2 separate regions of the Mus musculus genome follow, and region 1 is linked to region 2. The links are chromatin contacts, called in public promoter capture Hi-C maps. All regions are on one chromosome and are shown on one strand. Each heading gives the region's core, a stretch centred on a gene start, on an enhancer-like site or on the middle of the called end of the contact. The rest is flanking DNA. Distances are from core to core; before and after follow the strand shown.

The links. Promoter capture Hi-C pulls out the DNA fragments that hold promoters and counts their contacts.
Region 1: a promoter capture Hi-C map of embryonic stem cells shows a contact between it and region 2, with 5 times the contacts expected there. The contact joins the promoter of Ppp2ca here to the promoter of Platr20 in region 2. A contact is called at or near these places in 1 of 39 promoter capture datasets (embryonic stem cells) and 1 of 115 datasets of contacts at active chromatin or transcription factors (bone marrow-derived macrophages).

The regions. Positions count from the first base shown.
Region 1 is chr11:52,096,454-52,100,265 of GRCm38.p6, forward strand. It overlaps Ppp2ca (protein phosphatase 2 (formerly 2A), catalytic subunit, alpha isoform), which reads left to right and starts at 2,371. Exons shown (of 7, transcript NM_019411.4): 1 at 2,371-2,697. The coding sequence starts at 2,596.
Region 2 is chr11:51,218,404-51,222,319 of GRCm38.p6, forward strand. It overlaps Platr20 (pluripotency associated transcript 20), which reads right to left and starts at 2,015. Exons shown (of 5, transcript NR_110444.1): 1 at 1,965-2,015; 2 at 1,055-1,150. Gm12569 (predicted gene 12569) reads left to right here and starts at 2,168. Exons shown (of 6, transcript NM_001378502.1): 1 at 2,168-2,239.

The DNA of each region.
Region 1 (3,812 bases), core at 1,121-3,620, 880 kb after region 2:
TTCAAGACAGGGTTTTAAACCTAACTCCTTTTGTCTTAGACTCATTCTGTGGTCCAGGCTGCTCTTGAGATGGAAGCAATTCTCCTGCCTCACCTTAGTGCTGCCATTACCAACATGAGATATCACTCCCAGCCATTTAAAAATTTTTGTTCTCAGTATTCATCAGCTGTCAAATTGAGTAAGCTGGGTCAAATTAGTTAAGGCCCAACTTTCAGATCCTTTTATTATATTGGAAGTTCTACAGAGTATGAGAGCATTCTTGGTTTCCAGTAAGGGTAAAGACACTCTGATTAGCATAGTTCTGTATTGTTTATGATCGGGTATGCCTTACTCCACTGCCTGAATGCTAATGAGAGCTTCCTAGAAGTCATTCCTTAAGAAGTTAAGTTGCAGCATCTAATTATTTGGCAGGATGTTTAAGTACATGTAATTCTATCTTTCCTCCATTTTGTGAGGGTGGTGAGCCAAGTAACCTGCATCAGGAGAAAATAAATAACACATTAACGCTACCAGCAAGGAGTGCCTAGCTAGAGTACTTTAGAAGAACCTTCATTATATAACCTTGGCATATATAGTGGGCGTTTAGTACTTTTCAATCTGCCAGACTAGCATCATCATTGTCTTTGCAGGTGAAAAAAGGCAGTCAAAGGGATGAGTATTGGTCCTTTCTGTGGTTTAGTAGCTGTATGACTCTGGCTGAGACCTTGGCAGTATGAAGTTCTCAGTCTTGACCACTATCTTGAAGAAGCCCCTCCCCTTTTGTGTGTGCCCGCCTACTTCCTGCCCTTCAAGACAGGACCAGTTCTTGCTGAGTACAGGGCAATGGAGAAGAATAAGACAAGACAGCACAGTGAACATGGCTTTATAACTATGGGCACCAAACAGTCTTTATTTAGTCATCTCACGTAGCCTTAACTCTTACTCCTGTTTGTTTTGGGGGGCTATTCACTGCAAACCAGAGTCAGAATTTGAGCTGAAAGGACTGGCAGAACAAGTATGTATGGAGGCGTCTAGAAGAGTAGATCTCAGGTACTTTCTTCGGGAACTCTAGTGGGAGGTACCCACTAGAGAAAGCAGAATTGGTCAAGCCAGTTCCCCTGGCCAAGCAGGTTGTCCTTGATAAAGGAGGATTTTCATCCCTGCCATTTGTGGATGGGGCCACTGAGGTCCTCTTGTAGCTTGTGGGTCAGGGTGTCTTCTGATGCTCTGAGCTGTGTCTTCTCCGGTGTGTGACAGGCTTGACTGTTCCCCACAGTATAGCTAGGTCAGCTCTTGCCTTGACCTTCATGGATAACCATCCTTTGGCTTCTCTCCCAGACTCTGGAGGGGAGCAGTGTATGACTTCCATCCATTCCATTCATTTCCAGCCAGGAACATTCAAGCTCCACCAGGGCAGTAGCCCCTTTCTGTCTGCATGACCCCTTTGTCCCCTAAGCATGGGATCTGGTCAACAGTTGATGCTCTGTAGAGCCAAGTATCTCTGTGAATGCAGACAGTGCAATGTGAACACGTTTCACAAGCCTCAGAAGAGATTTATAACCAGGTCGAAGGCTGATCCTTAAGAATATCAGCTTCCTTTACAGAACACACGGTAGCTGCTTCTACCAGTACCAGAACACAGCCCTGGCTTGTTCCTCTAGAATGTAGGACAAGATTATTTCCAGTGGGCACAGGTCTCGGAGAAAAGTGCACACCAGAGGTGTTGAAGGCCACAGGAGAGGAAGCAAGGCTTAGGAAGAGGCCAGGATCGAAGGCCCACTTCGGCCCCGCCTTCGTGCAGGGACAGGTGTGTGCTGGGGGTGTAAGGTGCGCGGGCGACACATCCCAGCAGGTACACCTTCCTTCGCCCACGAATGACCTAATTATAGGAGCCTGCAACGGCCAGAGGTGGGGAAGGTCACTCCAGGCAACCTGCCACTAGGCTTGTCCCCAAAGGTGTGTGACTCCCTTGTGGTTCCCAGGGCTGCTGGACTAAGCGCCTTAGGGTTGCCTTTAGTCATCAGGCTGGCAGAGCCCAGACCACATCTGAGAGGTATCACCCAGAGGCCTTCCAGAAACACCAGGTCACAAGGAATAAAAACCTCGCCTACACGGACTGCTCATGCGCCGAGACCGCGCAGGCGCCCTGCGGAGCCTGGGACGCCAGGATTAACCAGCACTGCGCTTGCTCGGACTCGCTTCTTCCCTTCCCCCGCCGCCCTCCCAGCGGGAGGACCACGCCCCAAGAGCGAAGCCACTTCCTTCGGCAGCCAACTCCGCTGCGCTTGCGCCCCGGCTCCACGGTGCGCAGCTCTGGGTCCCGGCCCCACTCCGTCGCCCTCCCCGCGGCTCCCTGACGCTGGCGTGACGTCACCACGCCGGGCGGCCGCCATTACAGAAAGCCGAGTCCCGAGCTAGGGCGAGCGGAGGAGGAGGCACAGCGGCCGGCGGCCGAGCACTGCGGAGCGAGCCAGCGGGCCGGCGCCAGCGCCCAGCAGCCGCCTGGGGCCGCAGAAAGCACCCCGGGAGAGCGGCGGCGGCGTGTGCGTGTGGCCCGGGTGCGGGCGGCGGCGCGGGAGCAGCGCGGAGCGGCAGCCGGTTCGGGCGGGCGGCATCATGGACGAGAAGTTGTTCACCAAGGAGCTGGACCAGTGGATCGAGCAGCTGAACGAGTGCAAGCAGCTCTCCGAGTCCCAGGTCAAGAGCCTCTGCGAGAAGGTGAGCTGCTCTCGGCCGCGGGTGCGGCCTCTGCCCGGGCCCGCCTATCAGGAGGCCGCGGGGACGGTGCAACATGGCGGCACGGAGGCCAGACCCCCGAACCTAGCAGCCCGGCGCCCGGCGCTGCCTGCGGCGACTCGCGAGGGACCCGGCGCCCCCCGCCTCCCGCGCGCTGATTGGATGGCGCCGCCACCGCGGCCTAAAATGGCGCCGCGCGCCGGACTCCGGGCTTCGGAGCCTCCGGGCCGAACCCGGCCCGACCCTGGGAAGTGGGGCGGCCGGGACCCTCGGTGGCCCGGCGAGGGACTGGCTGGGCTTTGCGCCCGGGAACGGGTTCCGGACTCATGGAGTCAAAGCATTGCGCTTGCACTCGGGCTTGCTTCGTGGAGCGGGCGCTGCCCACAGGGTCCCCCACAGCAGGGCTTGTAGGCCAGACCCCAGCGCCTATGGAAAGGTCACCTCGCTTTCCTGTCGGTCTCCACGCCTCGGCTTCCCCGGAGCCCTGTTTAAAGTGTGTGTTTAACGATTATGAAGGGAGTCGCTAACCCAGTTCCTACGAAGGTCATAGTGGTAGTTTGAAGGGAGGAATATAAAGTTTTCTTAGTTGGACAAATGGAGGATTTGGTGAGTCATACTACAACGAAGAGCTTTGGGATTGGAAATACAGTGTCACATTAATTTATGATGTATATGCTGACTCAAATTGGGTAGTGTGAAACCCTTCTGTGTGTAACGTACTTGGCGTGGAGCCATTTATTTTTGAATGAGCAACATAAACGGGAAGAGAGTCAAATTTTTTATCCTCTCTGGTTGCAAAAGTTTCTTGGATTGTATTTTTGTGGCTACAATCAGCAGTAGAAATCCCCGTGTTGACCGATTTCTCTATTTCAGACATGGAACTGAGTCCACTCCTTGAAGTGATAACTCGGTATCTCAGGTTATCTCATTCCATTGGTTTTCTCCAAGAATTGGGGAAGCAAGTTGTTCATGTTGTATTCTTGAAGTCTTAATTAATGCAATTTTCTATTAGAAAAATGTGTCTCCACTTCATTTTAGCTTTTCTTTTCAGGGTTAATTTAACATTTAATTTTAGTGCAGAATTATGGATTATGTTA
Region 2 (3,916 bases), core at 765-3,264:
TTTCCCAGGCACAGGAAGAGAGAGACTGGGCCTGACTTGAGCATCTGAAACCCCAAAGCCCATGCCTGAGTGACACACTTGCTCTAAGGCCAGACCTACTCCAACAGGGCCACACCTCCCAATACTACCAACCCCTATGAGCCTATGGGGGCCATTTTCATTCAAACCACCACATGGGCTTAAGAGCCCATGTCCCTCTTCTGTCTATTAGCATGTTCTTTAAAGCATAGGTAGATCCTTTCATAACTGACTGACCTATAGCAATGTAAGATACACCTGTGACATGCTCTGTGTGATAATGTCTACAATATGGCTGTATTCTAATAGCTACATAGACAGTAGCATCATCAGCTTCAGTCTGTAAAGGCATTTCCAAGATGGCCACCATCTCTAATAAATGTGCACTCTCAGAATCATTTCTCTCAGAATTTAAGGCAAAAGCATATGGAAATCCTGAGTGTGCATCAATTGTATGATGCATTAACATATGTATATACTGTAATTCTTCAAACTCTACAAACTGAAACATATAATCTATAGTATGGCATCATTAAACAGATCTATATTCTTAACTCGGCATAAGTCTCTTTATCTAGAAATTTAATAGGCTGCCATTAAATTTGACTAGCTAGCTGAATGTCTGGAACAGGGCTAGAGTTACAAGGTGGCTCTAGGCTTTGGTCTGGCTACCTCTGAAGATCATTTATTTCGAATCGGAATTTCCCAATCTCTTTCCTATTACCTCCATTCCAGCCTTTAATTTTTCAGTCTTTCCTTCTCTAAGTCTGCTTTATTTTCATCTCTCTTAAACAGGATATCTAAAATTGCCATCATTACTGAAAGTGTAATTATTTGTATGCTGATGATCGTATCAAAATTATATGGAATCCAGATGCCCTGTGTTGTTGTGTTTTCCATTTCTTAACACAGAATTTTTTTCTTTTTCAATCTCTAACTCTCTCCTTCCCAAAGAGATTTTATTTTATTAATTTTTAAATTATTTTTTTCTTTTCTTTCTTTAGCACTGAAGCATAATTCCAAATATTTTTTTTACCTGTTCAAGGGCTTCTGTCTGGGCTTAGATAGGTATCTTCCGCGTGTTGTCTCTGTTGAGCTGTTCGGCGGCTTGCACCTCCCACTGAGGGTAACCCTGTTCCAGACATTCAGCTCCCAGTCAAGCCCGCTGTTGGCCCCGCCCCAGCCCTTAAGCCCACAAGGAATAGTTGGACCCCCTGTTCAGCTCAGTCTAACAGTTTACTGGAAGAGCCGAGGCTTCTGGGCTTTGGAGTGCAGGGACCTGATCTGTTCGCTTTGCCAGTAGCTCACAGAGTGTGTAGGATGGGGTGCCTGCCTGTCCTGGGCCCACATGTGTAAGCCCCCGGGGCTGCTTGCTCAGACCTCTGTTAGCACCAAGACTCTCACTGGAGTAGTGTGGGCTGACTTCAGCCTTTCCACTGTTGAAGCTATGAGCAGAGACGAAGCCTGCCACGCAACATAGTCAGATTGTGCGTGTGGCTGTGCCTTGGGGATGGGGTGGGTGGTGGCTGTGGTGTGCTAAGTGTGGCTAAGTATGTGCATGCACCCCGAGTGGCCTGGCTCCCAGGTGTCTGTCTAAAGCTGCTCTGACCTTCTCTGCCCCGAGGCTCTGATAGTGGATCTGGTTTTTCTGCTCAGTGAGGGCTTCTTAAAGAAGCACTCGGCCTCTGGCGGTCTCCTGCTTCTTCCCTGCTCTTTGGCTAGGAAGCCGCCTTCACCCAGGACTTTCCCCAGGCTCTAAGCTTGGATTTTCTTCCGCACATTGAGCACCAAACGCAACTGTGGGTCTTTCTCTATGTCCACCTCAGTTCCCAAATAATGGCATAAAGGCTCATATTTACTTACAATACTTTTGGTCTTAGCTTAGGCTTGCTCCTAACTAGCTCGTAACTCCATTAGCCCATTTATACTAAGTTCTGCCTAGTTACCTCCTCGGTTACATACGTCCAACTTTCTCCGCATCACAGTAGCAAATCTCCCGCCCGTCTCTCTTTCCCAGAGTTCCCCTCTCTGTCCGGAAGTCCCACCTTACTATTCTTAGTCTGCCTTTTGCTATAGGCCATAGGCTTTTTATTTTAACCAATCGGAAGGTGCCTTAGGCAGGCAAGGAAGGACAGAGACACATCTTCACACAGTGTACAAAACAACACTCCAACAAGACAGGGTGGTGCATGCCTTTAATCCGGGCACTCCTGTGACAGAGGTAGGTGAATCTCTGTGAGTTGCCCGCCAACTTGGTCTACATAGCGAGATCTAGGACAGCCAGGATTATGAGGTGAGACCCTGTCTCATCCCATATCTTAAATAAGCCAGCCCCGCCACAAAACCTCTGACCTACAATGTGTCCTGCTTGCAAGATGTGCTGGGGTAATGGCGGTACTGAATTTGTGAGAGTAGAAAGCAATGTCTGATTTAACTTGAGGCTTACCTACTCCGTGAGCGGGCGGGCGCCCTTGCCTGACACTTCTTGGAAGGCCAGAAAATGGAAACTGAATAGTCCAGAGATCTAGAGTAGAACCAAACACGACTAGTCTTTTTTTAAAAAATGATTCCTAATGATATTTTACTGTGATTAGAGATTAGTGACTTGTCCCGTTGTCATCAGAGAGGCTTCCTCCAGCAGTACATGGGAGCAAATGCAGAGATCCACAGTTAAGACTTTATGTGGAGAGAGTCTAAACTGGAGTCCGCCGGAGCTCCGGAAATTCCATGTAAGAGGTGGCGGAAAGACCTTGGGAGTCAGAGGGGCTAAAGGACACCAGGAGAATATGACCCACCAAATCAACTAAGCAGGACACATATGGTTTACAGAAACTAAAGCAAGCACCGGACCTACAGAAATCTGTATCCGGTCCTCTGCATATATGTTGTGGCGGTTAGCTTGTTGTTCTTGTGGAACTCCTAACTGTGGGAGTGGGTGTGTCTTTGACACTTTGGACTGCACTTAGGACAATTTATTTTTCCCCTCTTAGGTTGCCTTGTCTAGACTCGGTTGAGGGCTTTTTCTTTGTCCTATGGTATTTTCTTTTTGTGTGTACAATTGGTTGTGGTCTCTTGGAAGCCTGCTCTTTTAAGAAGGGATGTTGAGGGGGAGTGGATCCAGAGGGGAGGGGAGTGGGGTAGATGGTAGGCATGGTGGGAAGAGAAATGTTGGTGGGATATAGTGTATGAGAGAAGAATCTATTTTTAATGAAAAGAAGAAGAACCCAACTCGCGGGATTAGTTCCGTCCAGATCCTCATTCTCTTTATAATCCTGCTACTTAATGCCTTCGGCCCTTGGCTTCCCTCTCTCCCTTCCTCCTGCTCTTCCCTCTCCTCCACTGCTCTCCTGAGTTCCCCCTCTCTCCGGGCTCCACTCTCTGGTTCTCATCTCCTCTCTGTTTTTCTCCTAGCCAGATCTAGTCTGCTGAACATGCTCGATCTGCTCTATTCTCTCTGCTCTGGGCTCTCACAGGTGCCCCTGGCTGTTTTCTCTCTCTCATATTTACAACAAGAAAAATCCCTGGTTGAGCATACCATGAGCAGTCATGTCTTCAGTTTATCCAGAAACCATGAGCACAGTTAACAGAAATTCTCTGATCACAGAAGAGAGAGTGGAGATGAGATTGAATGGCTCTCCTGGCACTAAAGGTTGCCGTTCTAGAAATGGAGCCTCCACAACAGAAGACTAGCAGAGAGATGAAAAGTCAGCCCCCTAACCACCTTTCTAGGTGACCATCTCACCCTACGCAGGTCCCCTCCCTTTCAATAGTTATGGTTTCCTTGGAAGATCAAGAACAAGGCATAAAGAATGGAGTCCTATCCACTCATTTAGTATTGCATTTTATTCTGATGTGAGGCAGACATGGGCACCACAGGACAAGGGGTATCCACAGTTCT